Linked DNA regions of Capra hircus: region 1 is linked to region 2. Evidence: chromatin contacts called from public Hi-C data. All regions are on one chromosome and are shown on one strand. The core of a region is the stretch at or near the end of the contact, and the rest is flanking DNA. Distances in the headings are between cores, read along the strand shown. Region 1 has its middle 170 kb from the start of C11H9orf50. Region 2 has its middle 140 kb from the start of IER5L.

Region 1 (7,132 bases), core at 755-3,254, 71 kb after region 2:
CTCTCAGGGTACAGGAGTTTTAAGTGGGGAGGTTTGTTGGAAGCCAAGCCCCAAGCGCGAGTGGAAGAATTCGACCCTCCTCGCGGTTCACGCGCCACCAGCCTCCCCTGGCTGGGTTTCAGGCAAGACCGAGAATTTTTTGGTTTTTTTCTGGTTTAGTTTCGTGTGCTTCCAGCGGCAGCGGGGCTGTTCCACCACAGTCCCCAGGAAATTGTCCACGTAGGACAGAGCCTTCCCGAGGAGAATGAAGTCATCTGTTCCTTTTTAAAAAAATTTTTTGTTGCCTTCTCCTTCAACACGAGTCACCCGGCCTCTGCACTCTCTCCCCCACGCAAACAACAGGCCCGGCAAGGTGGGGTCGGCTGGGCGGGCGTGGGGATGGGGCGAGGAGCGCCCCGGTCCTTGCCCAGCACCCGCTCCCTGCCCCCCCCCCTGCCCCCCCCCCCCCGCCCCACGCCGCTTCCACCCTCGACTAACCCCGGGAACGCCCGAAAGGTGAGCTCCCGGGAGGGCCGCCCGCGCTCCGGCGCGGCCCGCTCGGCAAACAATAACAGTAAATAACGCTTCCTTGTCAACGTAATAAAAACGGAAACGGTTACAATGTTTTTTAATAAGCGTCCCCCATCAATCTCTCCCTCCCTCGCTCGCTCGCTCGCTCCGGGGCGGCCGCGGGCACCGGCGGGGCGGGGAGGAGGGGGCACCGGGGTGTGCGGTGCCGGAGGAGGACGACGCCGGGATTGGGGGGGGAGAGAGCCTGAGCACAGCAAGTGAGAGACGAGGGGGCGCGGGCGGCCGGGGTCACGCGCGCCGGCAGAGCCTGGAAGCGGCCTCGGTGAGTAACACCGTTGCCATGGCGACGTGGCCGGGAGGAACAGGAAGCGGCAGAAATAGCTGCCGCCGCGGCCCGCGCGCCCGGCCCCTCCCCCCCGCGAGCTCGTTACCACGGAGACCGGCTCGCGCGAGGCTGCGCGGGCGGCCGCGGTCTCCGGCGCCCCGGCCCGCGCATGCGCCCTGGGGCCAGTCCCGCGCGACGGACGCGGGGTCGAGGGGCGCCGAGGAGGGGCCCGAACGGTGCAGCTCTGGCCCCGCCCGGACCCCCATACTTGCCTAGCTGCCCGCTTGGATTAGAAGGGGGGGGGGGAAACGAAAAAGCAAAATTGTTTGTTGTTTGCGTTTGTAAAAGCAGCCCTGCCTTTGTTTCTGGCGGATTCGCTGGTTTCCAGGCATCGAAGGTGCGGTGCCTGGTGCGGGATAGGGGGCAGGGACACTTCAGCCCGCGCGGTCCCAAATGTTTTCTGAGCGTCAGGCGCTGGGTCGTGTCCGGGACGCCGCCGAGGGGACGCGGAACACCCGCTCTGCCCTGCAGGAGGCCTGGCCTGGGACTGTCTAACGAGGCCCTGGGGCTGATCTGGCTGCCTGAAGCCCTCTCTGAGCCTGACCTTCCCATGGGGGGCGGGGGGTGACTTTGAGGTGATGCCCAGGGTTTCCCCCGTCCCCCCACACATCTCCTGCGTTGCCTGGTCCCTTTCCCCTCATATCACCTTCCCCCAGATTCTAACCGGCAGAGAACACAGAGGGAGAAGTGAAATCTAGGCAAACCCCAGGCTCCCTCTCCACTCCCTGTTCACCAGAAAACTGTGAAACAGCCCACCCCCTCCCCCTGCCCCCCCACAAAAAAAAGTTGAGGGAACCTAAATGTTTCATAAACAAAAGCCACTCTGCAACAACTTGTTTATGTGGAAGCCTGGCTGCAGCCTTGCACGTCTGAGGCTGTGTGTGTGTGTGTGTTTTGGAGGGCAGGCTGTTTGTGCAGGATTTTTTTTTTTCTCCTCTTCGGATTTTGTTTGTTTTTAATAAGGGTCAGAGGTCTGGGCTTCTGTGGGGAAGGAGAAAGGGTCACCTCGGATGGACAGGCCAGGAGCTCTCAGGAGGACAGGTCAGGGGGCCTACGTGCTGGGGCAGAAGCCAGGAGCCTGGAGCCTCCTCATCTGGCGCTGCTCCTGGTGGTGGTGGGCTCCAGGCTCTCTGGGCCGCTCCCCAGGGTATCGCTCCAGTGGGGTCCCAGACCAAGGGCTGGGACCTCTCTTCTCTGGCCAGGACAACTGTCATTTCACCCAGCCCCTGCCCTGGCCACACTGGCCAACAGATATGGCAAGCAGAGCAGCCCAGGTCTCTAGGGTTTTCTATAATGGAAAGGAGACACTTTTGTTTTTTGTATGGGCAGACTTAGATTTTCAGCATCCAGGCTGACCAGATGGGAATGTAGGGAGCATGTGTGCACAGAAGGGGGACTGCTGCTTCAAATCCCCTCCCCCTGCCCCCTCCATCCAGCCTGGTTCCCCAGTGTGACCTTGTGTAGGCTGCCTGGTTTCTGGCCACTCAGCCTGGGTAGAGCAAAGGCGAGTGGGAGGGGCTTGGGTGAGTTTTCTTCTCTCATTCTCTCTCCCTCTTTTGAGGAGCGAGAGAGGGGCCCCAGCCCTGAAGGGATTGATCAGAAGACTTCTGGCCCACCGTGGCCGACTTAGCATCATATTTATCCCTCCTCTTCTTGGAGGAGGAAAGAAAGACACAGAAGGGAGCTGGGAGCAGTTAGTAAAACAAAGATAAAGACAACCTCCGTCCAGAGGGCAGTAGCCTGTGCTGAGAACCAGGACTTCAGAATCAGTCCTGGTGGTGAACCCCCTTGGCTTCCCCAGAGCTTGTACGTCTGGACAATAAGAACAATGCAATGCCTGTCTTGAAAGTTGTGATGGTTCTGTTAAGTTACGCACAAAAGCTCTTAGCACAGTGCCAGGTACAGAGTAGGTGCCCAGAACATGGCAGCTCTTACTGGAGCTGGAGGAGGTTTACCACTCTCCGTGGTGTGACTCAGGATTGCTGCCTTGGGCCCTGAGGTCCATCTTTGGCACAGGCTCTGAACCTACTGTACAATCTGAGGCAAGTCACTTACCTTCTTGAGGCCTCAGTCTTCCTATCTGGCAAATGGGGATAATACTTAGAACCACTGATGGGGAACTTAACTCTTTGCCAGGCACGATTGCACAGTCCTTGAATTTCCTTATCTAATTTAGCCTTCAAATAACCCTGCAAGGTAAGTACCAGGATGATCCCAGTGTCACAAGTGAGAGGACAGCCTCGGATGAAGTCACCGGCTGGGGATTACACAGCTAGAAAGTGGCCGGTATTACAAAGTTGGTCACGGGGTGGAGTCATGGACACTGAGAGCAAGCACTGGGTTGTCTCTATTGCTACTGTTCTCCCCACCTTCCTGCTCATCCTCTGACCTTTTCTGTGGCTCAAGCCACAGCCCTCCCTTTGAATCGACACTCTGGGCTTCAGCCATTCTGGGCCTTCCTGAGACCGGCAGAGACTCAGCACTCTCAGTGGGAGACACCCTCAGGGGCACATCTGCCTGTGGAGAGCCAGGTGGGTCCCACCAGGCCCTGCGTCAACCTGGCAGCTCACCCCAGTTCTCCCACCGTGCCTGCTCCTCCCTGTTATTTATCGCCGAGGGTTGGGGTCACCCATACTTCCAGGGGTCACGGGTGGCATCCAGATGCTGCAGTTAATTGGGTTGGAAGCCAAAATCTCCATGATTGTCCCAGTGCCCTCTCCCCTCTGCCGTGCTGTCATTTAAGGCACTGGTGGGAGAGGCAGCCCCCCAGCCTCTCCCTCATGCCCTAGGCTTTGTTCCCTCTTCAGGCAGGAAATGGCCCCGGTTGGGTTGTGGTTGTGGCATCCACTGCCTACATTTGAATCCTGGCCCTGTCCCTTCCTGGAAGTGAAGCTTTGGCCAAGCACTTAACCTCCCTAGGATCCTCAGTTTTTCTTCCATAAATTCGGGATGTGCAGAGCCACTGGCTGTCTCACCAGGTGGTCAGTGTGTTCTGAGCGCTTCTCCCTGCCCGGCTCCCAGAGGGTCGTTAGGATGTTACTGGTTATAGCGAGTGCTTTGCTTGCTGCATGCTGGGTGGTGTCAGGCGTTAGCGCAATGAATTTTCAAACAAATACATTATTACCCCATTTTATAGATGAGGAAGCTGCGACTCAAAACAAGGGAAGTGAGGTGCCCCAAGGCCACAGAGCCAATTAGTAGAGGAACTGGGGTGAAACCAGGCAGGCCTGTGCGACTCTGCAGCCCTCGCTGTAACCCCAGGTTCCCTGCCCTCCCCACTGGAACTCCTCTGGGGCTTTCCACCGAGGTCTGCAATGACAGCATCATTAGCTCTGCCCAGAGCTGTTTCTATAACCCAGGCCTGAGAGACACTGGGTTAATAGGTCCTTAATAAAGCCAGCAGAGGCATCTGCATCTTCTGGGGCAGGGGCCAAGGAGCCAGGTGCAGCAGAAGAGTCCTAATGAAAATACTGGGGAGGGGGAGGGGCCGTGGGCCAACCAACTGCCTGCTCCTGTGTCAAAGTCAGTCCTTTCGCCTTGAGTCACTGAATGCCTCCCCGTGTAGGGGACAGTCACCCATCACTCACTCCACTCATCCTTTCTTCCTTTCATCACGGGCAGAGTGCTGGACCAAGAAGCGGGAGACCAGGTCGTATGTGACCCTGGGGAAATGACCTCCCAAGTGGTTCCTCACCCCAGTTGAAGCACCTTACAAGACTCAGGAGACCTCGCATTTTGGGGTCATTACTACTAGTTTTGTGGTCATGCTGTTACAGTGAAGGGAACCGCCCTAGAGCCACTGGCTTTGGGAGGCGTTCAGTACGGATGTGAGAGTTGGACCATAGAGAATGCTGAGCGCTGAAGAATTGATGCTTTCAAACTGTGGTGCTGAAGAAGACTCTTGAGAGTCCCTGGGACAGCAAGGAGATCAAACCAGTCAATCCTAAAAGAAACAAACCCTGAATTTTCATTAGAAGGACTGATGCTAATGCTAAAGCTCCAATACTTTGGCCACCTGATTCGAAGAGCGGACTCACTGGAAAAGATCCTGATGCTGGGAAAGATTGAAGGCAGGAGGAGAAAGGGGTGACAGAGGATGAGATGGTTGGATGGCATCACCAACTCAGTGGACACGAATTTGAACAAGCTCAGGGAAATAGTGAAGGACAGGGAAGCCTGGCGTGCTGCCGTCCATAGGATCACAAAGAGTCAGACAAGGCTTAGCAACTGAACAACAATAGCAACACATTCGTTAAGCAGTCATCATTTGTTGACTCACTCACTCGCTCACTCAACAAATGTTTATCACTGTGACCTGTGCTGGGCACCAGGCCGGGTGCTGGGGCAGATACAAGATCAGACTAGACCTGTAAATTGGGGAAGAGTGGTGGACAGGTGTCACCCTTGGATGCCAACTCCACACTTGGTAAAAGCTGTTTTGAGAAGCCTACGTGGAGGATTCTGAAGCTGCATCCTGGCTTTGAGAAGAAGAGTGCTGTGATCAATTAGTCATGTCTGCCACGAGCACAGAAAGGGAATCAAGGCCAATGCATTTGCCGGCCTTAACGCTAAAGAACAGGAGGAACCTCAGGCAGGAGACCCTTTTGACTGTGCCTGCTCTGCTACATGACCTTGGGCAAGACATGGACCTGCTTCCTGCCTCCTTTCACTCCTTTGGGGGCACAGGCGCTGACAGGAGAGTCTGCATTTTTCGCGATCGAAGGAGCTAGAGCAAGACAGCCCAGTCTTCCTCTTAGAACTCATCTTGCTCTGGGCAGATGTGAGAATCAAATGTGAGATACCCCTACGTGGAAACACAGGGCTGTCAGGGTAGGAGTCCAGCAAAGATGGTCCCCAGCCGCTCTGCTGACTGTCCTAGTCTGGACCTCAGCTTCTCTACGTACACAATGAGGAGGATGGGGAGGGGAAGTGCTGAAGTGCTCCCCAAATCTGCTGCGTGTGATGCCTGTCATGCTGAGGCCCTTGGGGGACAAGGAAGGCAGGATGAAAGAGGAGCCTCTGGAGACGAGGTGGTGGGAGGGAGCTCTCCAGTACTCTTGGCAAAGCCCGAGACCCCCTCCAAGGGCGGCAAGAGGCTGGGAAGGACGTGGGGAAGGGCCATGGGGCTGCTGCAGCACCCAAGGGGAGGCTACACCTTCTGGGTTCGTTCTGAGGGTTGTTCGGCTCCACTGGGAGTCTCTTTCCCAGATGCACCCCGTAGATGCCATCCCTGAGCAAGGAAGGGAAAGAGAAGAGAGTGGGAAAGGCGGGAAAGGGCTGGAGGAGCGGAGACTCCAGACTGGTGGGAGTCCGGGTCCCAGGTGGTGATGCCCCCGGCCCCAGGGAGAGTGGAAACAACGGAAGGAAGACAAGGGCAGATCCCTGGAAGTCATGGAGCCAACAGTGGTCCTCAAAAACAGATCCACCAGTCTTCACAAGCCTGACTCTGGGGGTTGGGGCATCGAGGCTGTACATTCCACCTGCTTTTAAAATCCCTCGTGGTTCCTTGTTGCCTTAAGGTGAAGTCTGAACTCCTTAGAGGTAGCACATGCTGCTGGGTGAGGTCTGGGGGCCCGAATCCAAGTCTCAGTCCAGCCACTATCAACTGTGTGACAACCAGCAACTTATCTAACCTCGCTGGATCTCAGTTATCACATCTGACAATGAGGATGATAACAGTACTCACGTAAGAGGATTGTAGCATGAGTTGAAGAATTGATGCTTTCGAACTGTGGTGCTGGGGAAGATTCTTGAGAGTCCCTTGAACAGCAAGGAGTTCAAACCAGTTGATCCTAAAAGAAATCAACCCTGAATATTCACTGGAAGGACTGATGCTGAAGCTGAAGCGCCAATAGTTTGGCCACCTGATGCAAAGAGCCGACTCATTGGAAAAAACCTTGATGCTGGGAAGAGTTGAGGGCAAGAGGAGAAGAGGGTGACAGAGGATGAGATGATTGGATGACATCACTGACTCAATGGATATGAGTTTGGGCATCCTCTGGGAGATAGGGGAGGACAGAGAAACCTGGCATGCTGTAGTTCATGGGGTCGAAGAGCGCCGGGCAGGACTGAGTGGCTGAACAAGAGGACTGAGTGAGCTTCAGGCTTGCCTTGGGCTTAGCATGGTGCCGGATGCGACAGAACCGTTCAATAGCAGATGGCATTGTCATCACTGTTGTCGGTTAGTCGATAAGTCGTTTCTGACTCCTTTGCGACCCCATGGACTGTAGTTTGCAG
Region 2 (6,460 bases), core at 2,357-4,856:
TCCTCTTGGCCCCACGGGGGCAGCCCTCTTCATTGTGGGAAGGGCTGAAGGGAGTGGAAATCGTCTGGAGACCATCTTGCAGGCCGACTGCCACGGTAACCATCTCTCCGGCGCAAGGACAGATAACTTGCCTCATTCTCACAACTGGCTTCTTACCATTTAGTGCCAATTAGTAACTTTGAGAAGTGACCCTGTAACCTGTGATGTGAAGGAGGAAAAGACTAGGAATTATCAGCTATACCAACCCCCATGAACAGCAGCAATAACAATCATCCAGGCCTATTTGTTGAGCCTTCACCCCATGCCTGCTGCCTCAACAGCATCATGGCATGGTGCAATCCATGTCCCCAAAGAGCCAGTTCCACAATATTTCCAAGTCAGGCCACTCATTTTTATGAAATGTATAAAGTGAGGTTTTTGTTTGTTTTGGCAATGATGGCTACAAGGACACAAGTAGCTTTGCCTCCTGGAGACACAGAGAAAAATTCCATGACCCGTGTGAACCCATGTCGGGGAAGACTGAAATGGGGTGTAAACTCAGGATGGATAAATGCCAAAAATACAGTAAATAGGTGAGATGGAATATTTATTTTGTGTACATTAGCAATATGAGGGGGACGGTCCAGTGGTTAAGAATTGACCTGCCAATGCAGGGGACACGAATCAGATCCCTGGTCTGGGAAGATCTCACATGCTGCAGAGCAACTAAGCCCCATGCACCGCAACTGCTGAGCCCACATGCTGCAACTAAGGTATGAAGCCCGCATCCCTTAGAGCCTGTGCTGTGCAATAAGGGAAGCCACCGCAAGGAGAAGCCCGCACGCCATGACAGAGTAAGTAGCCCATTCTCGCCGCAGTGAAGACCACGCAGCGGTGAAGATCCAGCGCGGCCACAAATAAAGGAAGATAACAGGTAAAATTTCTAAAATACAAACAAAGAACACGAGGAGTCACGGTGAGCCGAGGGTTCTTTGGTTTTGCCCCAGTCTCATGCTGGGAAAAAGGGTCACATCTCTGGTGGTGGCCTAGTGGTGAGGAGCAGGCACCTGGTTGCTCAAGTCACCATGTCTGTTACTAACTCTGTGACCAGGCAAGTGACTTCACAGCCCTGTCTCCCGTCTGTGAAATGGGGTGAAAATGGCCAATTCCTCCTGTTATGATGAGGCTTCAGAAGGTTCTGGTATGCTTTATCCTGGCAAAGCTGATGGCGGATCACCAAGGTGGTGGCACCCTAGGTTCAAAGAACCTTCGTAGAAGTGCCATTGCCTGGAAAGATCTTTGCCCTGTGAGCGAGTGTGGACCCAGAGCCACAGAGCAGATAGTCGCTGCTGCTGGGGACCCCGTATGGGCGACCCCGGGGGCTGGAAGGAGCTCAGCCCTTGCTTCTGCTGGGGGCATGTGTGGGCATGGAGCTGGCCCGGCCCTTTCCTGTCCTGTCCCAGCATGATTTCAACAGAGGGAGTGTCCCGGGCGTGTTTTCCCCTCGGAAGTCTCACCCTGCTGAGGTGGGATTTGGGGAGCTCTGGCTCAATTTGCTGCCCCAACCAACAGGCCAGGCTTAGAGATGCTCAGAAACCAGAGTGGGGATGCAAGTTCCTGACCTGCAGCCTGGGCCTTGCCTGATGGAAGGTGTTTGGCTCAGGCTGGCTTGACAGCCCTTGACTCCATCCTTCAGGGCTGTGTGACTCCAGACAAGTGTCTCCGCCTCCCGGGCCCTCAGTTTCCCCATCCCTAAAGTCTCAGGCTGGGCCTGCCTGCCCACCCTAGGAACCTGGGGTTGCCCAGGAGGACACAGAGCTTATGTAGATGTTCACGGCGAAGTCCCAGGCCACCTGCTTCCTCTCCAATCAAGAGAGCTCCATTTCCATCTCTGGTATATTGACGATCTAAGTAGCACTTCAATTTTAAAAAGAAGAAAAAAGAAAAGGAAACTCAGCTACAGCGAAAACAATACAGAAGTTTCCCACCAACTTACTCTGTCCCCTGACTCATGCCTTCAAGCTCTACAGGAGTGGAGCAGTCCATCAGCTAGGTTTGGTGACCACTCCCTTCCAAACAGTTCCTAGTCTCCTGGATTTGAATCTCTGCTTCTTTCAGCCTCTGTGAGGTCCCATGAAAGGTGGGGAGAGGAAGGGGCTTTAGTTGGTAGGGGGTGGTCCACAGAGATCTTGAGGTGCCAAGGTCATGGACAGGCTGGGTGTGCTGGCCTCCTCTCTGGACACATGCTGTGAGCATCTAAGATCCGTGCCCCCTCGGCCCCCCTGTGCCCAAGCATCCCCAGCTTGGGCCCAAGGCCTAACTGCATTTGGGCCCCCAGTAGAAGCCAGGGCCAGCCCTTGCTGCCTCTGAAGCGAGGAGTCTGTGGGCCTGGGTGGTCTCTCAGCCCCTCCCAACTTCAACACAAAGTGCTGCATTTATGAAGCTCCAGCTGTCTGCAGAGCGGGGTCTGGCATGGGGGAGGGGTGGATCCTGTCCTAGGAGGAGGAGCCCCCTCAGCTGGCTGCCTCCGGCTGGACTGGGGATGGCAGGGCTCAGAGTGGCCCCTGGGCCCCAGGAGGCCCAGGTGCCAGGCCCAGCTGCCAGGCTGCCATTTGAAACGTCTCCTGTTGGTGGCACTTTGGTAAGTTGCAGGTATTCTGGTCTTCGCGTATATTTGATCTGTATCTGAAAACCGTGCTGGTTTCATTTCTTGGCTATGGGATTCTTGGTGCCTAAGACTGAACTTGATCATGTTATTCCCCAGGTAAATGTTTTCCATGGCTCCTCACCGCCCTTAGAAGACAATCCAAGCTCGAAAATGACCCCAAACCTTTTGGGGTCTGGCATAGGCCTAGCCCTCCCACTTAGGGGCTCTCGACCCCTTACCCTGTGCCCTCCAGGCACATAGACTGAACCATGAAAACTCTCTCCCCTCTCGGGAGCCTCACACCCTTCTGCTTGACACATTCTCCTTCTCTTTTTCTTGTTGCTTGCTAAATGTCACTTCTTCCAGGAAGCCCTCCTTGCCTAACTGAGTGACTTCAGTTCACAGTCAGGCTCACCCTGTACTTTTCCTTTGTAACACACTCATCACTGTCGTGAGCTAAAAAAAAAAAAAAGCCTGTTTGTCTGATCTGCACTCCACCCCCCACTAGAAGGTGGGCTCTGTGGGTGCCCCCCACTGGATATTCCTTTTTATACCAGATGCAGTGCTGGGCACCCAGTGAACACTCTGGAAGCGTCTGCCCAGTAAGTCCTTGCGCGGTCACTCTGTGATCCCACAGATGGCCTGTTGATCCAGGTTGCTAACCTGGGGCCCACCGGGGCTGCTGGCGGTGCACCTGAGCGGGTCACGCCGGAGTCTGGGAACCCAGGCCCAGCCCCATCCTCCAGCCTGCGGGCTCTGCCTGGAAGCGAGGAAGGGGTTAAGTGTTTCTGGCTGCCTCGTGCTGTGTCTGCGGCAGTTCCCCCTTCCGGGGCTGCAGCAGCCGAGGTTGGAGAGGAATGTTTGCAATGCAGAGCTAGGAGGGAGGGTGACTGGGGGAAGTGGGGGCCTGTGGAGGCCGGGCCGGGCCAGGCTCCCCAGTTGAGCAATCGCCCAGGCCCAGCCGGTTCCTGTAACTCCTGCCCCTCCTGCCTTTTCCCGCCCTGCCAGCTCCCTCCACCCGCTGCCTGCCAGGCAGTGGGGGCGGCCTGTCCTCTGGGGCCTGCAGCGAGAGGTGGAGGGACAGAGGCCCCTGAGAGCCTGGAGGCCAGGGGTGAAAAGGAGGGCCTTCCAAAGGGGGAGGGACAGAAGGAGTGCAGTCAGCTCAGCCACCCTGGCCCAGAGAGGGCAAGGCTTTTGCCCAAGGTCGCACAGGGAGGCGCGTCCAGCTGGACCACACCCTGGATTCTGACCTTTTTGTTCCCATGGTAGCAGGCTGCAACTCAGCACCGTGTGGAGGCCCCTTTGCCGCTCAGATGGGAAGCTTTGATTCCCGGAGACTCTCTCCCACCTGAAGGCCAGGGCCTCTCCTGCCCCTAGCCTGGCTCTTCACTCAGGGCTAGGGTCTCAGAGAGGAGAGCGGCTCTCATGGGGCTGGGTGCACCCACCGTCCCCATCACTGCCCCAGCACTGTCCAATACTCAGCCTGTCCAGGAGTGTGGAGGAAATGGAGGAACACCCACCACACTCAAGCTGGTTCTCAAAAGCCACCCACTCCTGGGACTTCCTTGATGGTCCCGTGGTAATGACTCCTCCTTCCAGTGCAGGGGACACGGGTTTGAAGCCCCGTAGGGGAACTAAGGTCCTTCACTGAACTAAGATCCCACCTGCTACAGGGCAGTGAAGACTCAGTACAGCCAAAACAAAACAAACAAAAAACCCGTCCACTGCTTCCTCCAGTTCCCTTCAAGGAAGGAGCTTCGTGAATTCTGAATAGCATGCTGAGCCCACAAAACTGGTCTTTCTCCACAAGCACACACCTTCTTTAGGGACAGCAGCATTCCTGACAATGCAGAAAGAGCTTCTTCTGTCGACAGTATTTACAAGTGACCTCTGGGGAGTGGTCCTTGCTATCACTCAGACCCAGTTCTAACCCCGGTTCCACCACCTTCGAATTTGTGGCCACACACCTCTTTCCAAGCCTCAGTTTCCTCATCTGTAAAGTGGGATTGAGAGAGAGGGTGGGTGGAGCAACAGGACTGCTCTGGTTCTGTGGAGACTCTGGGCCACTTGCCTTTTCTGGTCCCACAGACATTCAGACTGTTTGGGACTGGCTCAGGGTGTCCCCCGCCAGGACCTGGGCTTTGCCCAATTTGCCAGCAGATGATGGTCTCAGAGCCCTCAGAGGTGCCGTCTTGGCCACATCTGTCTGGAATGGGCAGTGGAGCCCCTGGGACCCCACCTCTGCAGAGGGCAGGGTGGGCAGTCCGTGTGAGCTAGGAGTTCCTGTGAGAATCAAACAAGGCGTTTAGAGATGAGGAGGCTTGTAGGACAAGCGGCCGCCAAGCCATGCAGACATAGTGAGGAATTTTCACCTGGAAAACCACACCAGTGATACCAGGACCTTCCTACACTTTGCTCTGCATCTAAGTCCTACTGTGAGCCAGATAATGAATGACCTACTTTATTCTACAACACACTCAAGAAGGAAGTATATTGGTCCCACACACACACTTTAAAAAAAAAAACCAGCAGAGAGGTTGATGCATTTGCTCAAGGTCACACAGCTTGTAAGGAATGGAGCCTGACTTGGAACTCAGGCCTCCAGAACCTGTGCTCTTAGGGGATCTCTTCCAAACCTGGTTTGGGATCCAGGCTCTTCATAGAGGAGATGGGCCACCTTGGGTTAGTCATCAGGCCCCAGAGCCATGAACTGAGAGGAAAATCTCCAGCATCCCCTGGGGGTGGGGGAGGGGCTGCGCTAAATTATCGCTATCACCTAGGGCACTATCACTATTACTCCAGGGCACACAGCCGGTCCAGCCAGGATCCACTCTCGAAGCGACTGATGATGCCTTCTGGTCCCCTGGCCCCCCTGGCTCCCTGTCGAGGCTCCACCAAGTCCGTGGCCGGGAAGGACCCTCACAACCGACTGGCCTCCGCAGACAGATGGACAGATGCTGGCCGCTCCCCTCCCAGGGCCGGCGGGCTGCGAGGCTTCACCACCTCCTCCCGAGCAGGTTTCCTTTAAGAAACCAGAAGATTGATTTCCTGGCAGGCTCGCCGAGGAGCCCGTCCAAATGGTTTGCATGTCTGCATTTTTTACTGCTCCGTTTAATATGTATGCAAATGCCGGCCGGCTGCACAGTCACACGCGGCGCCCCATTAAAGCGCCGTCCGGGCGCGCGCATCATTCGAGCCGACGGGCTCGGCGGCCCTGATAGATGGGGTGCGGGGATGGAGACAAATGACGGGCTTTTGTAATTTCTTTCTCCCTTTTTCGGGGGCTGTTGGGTGGGGGTCGGCTCAAGCCTAGAAACAGCAGAGAAGATTTAAATATATGCAAAATTGTTTAGGGGTTTTGGGGGGCGGTGTAGAAACCTGAACCAGGAGGAGGGAATTCACTGTTCTCCTCTCTAGGAGTCGGGCTGAAGGCTGGAGAGGGGAGCCGAGCCCTACAGTCACCTTCTGGCAGAGAGAGCGGCTTTGCTACTGATAAGCAGGCTCGGTCCTATGGGAAGCGCGGCTTCAGCCGCAGAGAAAAGGAAAATGCCGGTTATTTTCAGCCCTGTTACACCCGAGAGGCCACTGCTGCCGAGTTTTTACCATCCCACCCGCGCCCCCCCCAAAACTTAATTTTCTTGGGCTTCCAGGGCTTTTAACTTTATAGGTGTATGGGTGTCATTTAACTCTTTGCACTAGCCCTAAAAGGTGGATCGCATCCATTGTACAGATGGGGAAATTGAGGCTCACAGTCCCTTGGGGAGGGTTGCAGAGTGAGTTGTGGGGGGTGGATGGGATTTTCAGAGCCATTCCTTGACCCACTTAGCCCTTGGC

Evidence for each region. A called contact is a pair of places that touch in the nucleus more often than the background predicts.
Region 1: a contact with region 2 is called in a Hi-C map of blood, with 3 times the contacts expected there. The contact joins two enhancer-like sites. A contact is called at or near these places in 2 of 5 Hi-C or Micro-C datasets (both in blood).

What each region holds. Positions count from the first base shown.
Region 1 is chr11:99,314,292-99,321,423 of ARS1.2, forward strand. No RefSeq gene overlaps it. Among named protein-coding and RNA genes, the nearest start is that of C11H9orf50, 170 kb to the right of the region's middle. Within about 2 kb of position 2,005, at least 5 of the 5 cell types and tissues checked have an H3K27ac peak or open chromatin away from gene starts, as enhancers often do.
Region 2 is chr11:99,241,220-99,247,679 of ARS1.2, forward strand. No RefSeq gene overlaps it. Among named protein-coding and RNA genes, the nearest start is that of IER5L, 140 kb to the left of the region's middle. Within about 2 kb of position 3,607, at least 5 of the 5 cell types and tissues checked have an H3K27ac peak or open chromatin away from gene starts, as enhancers often do.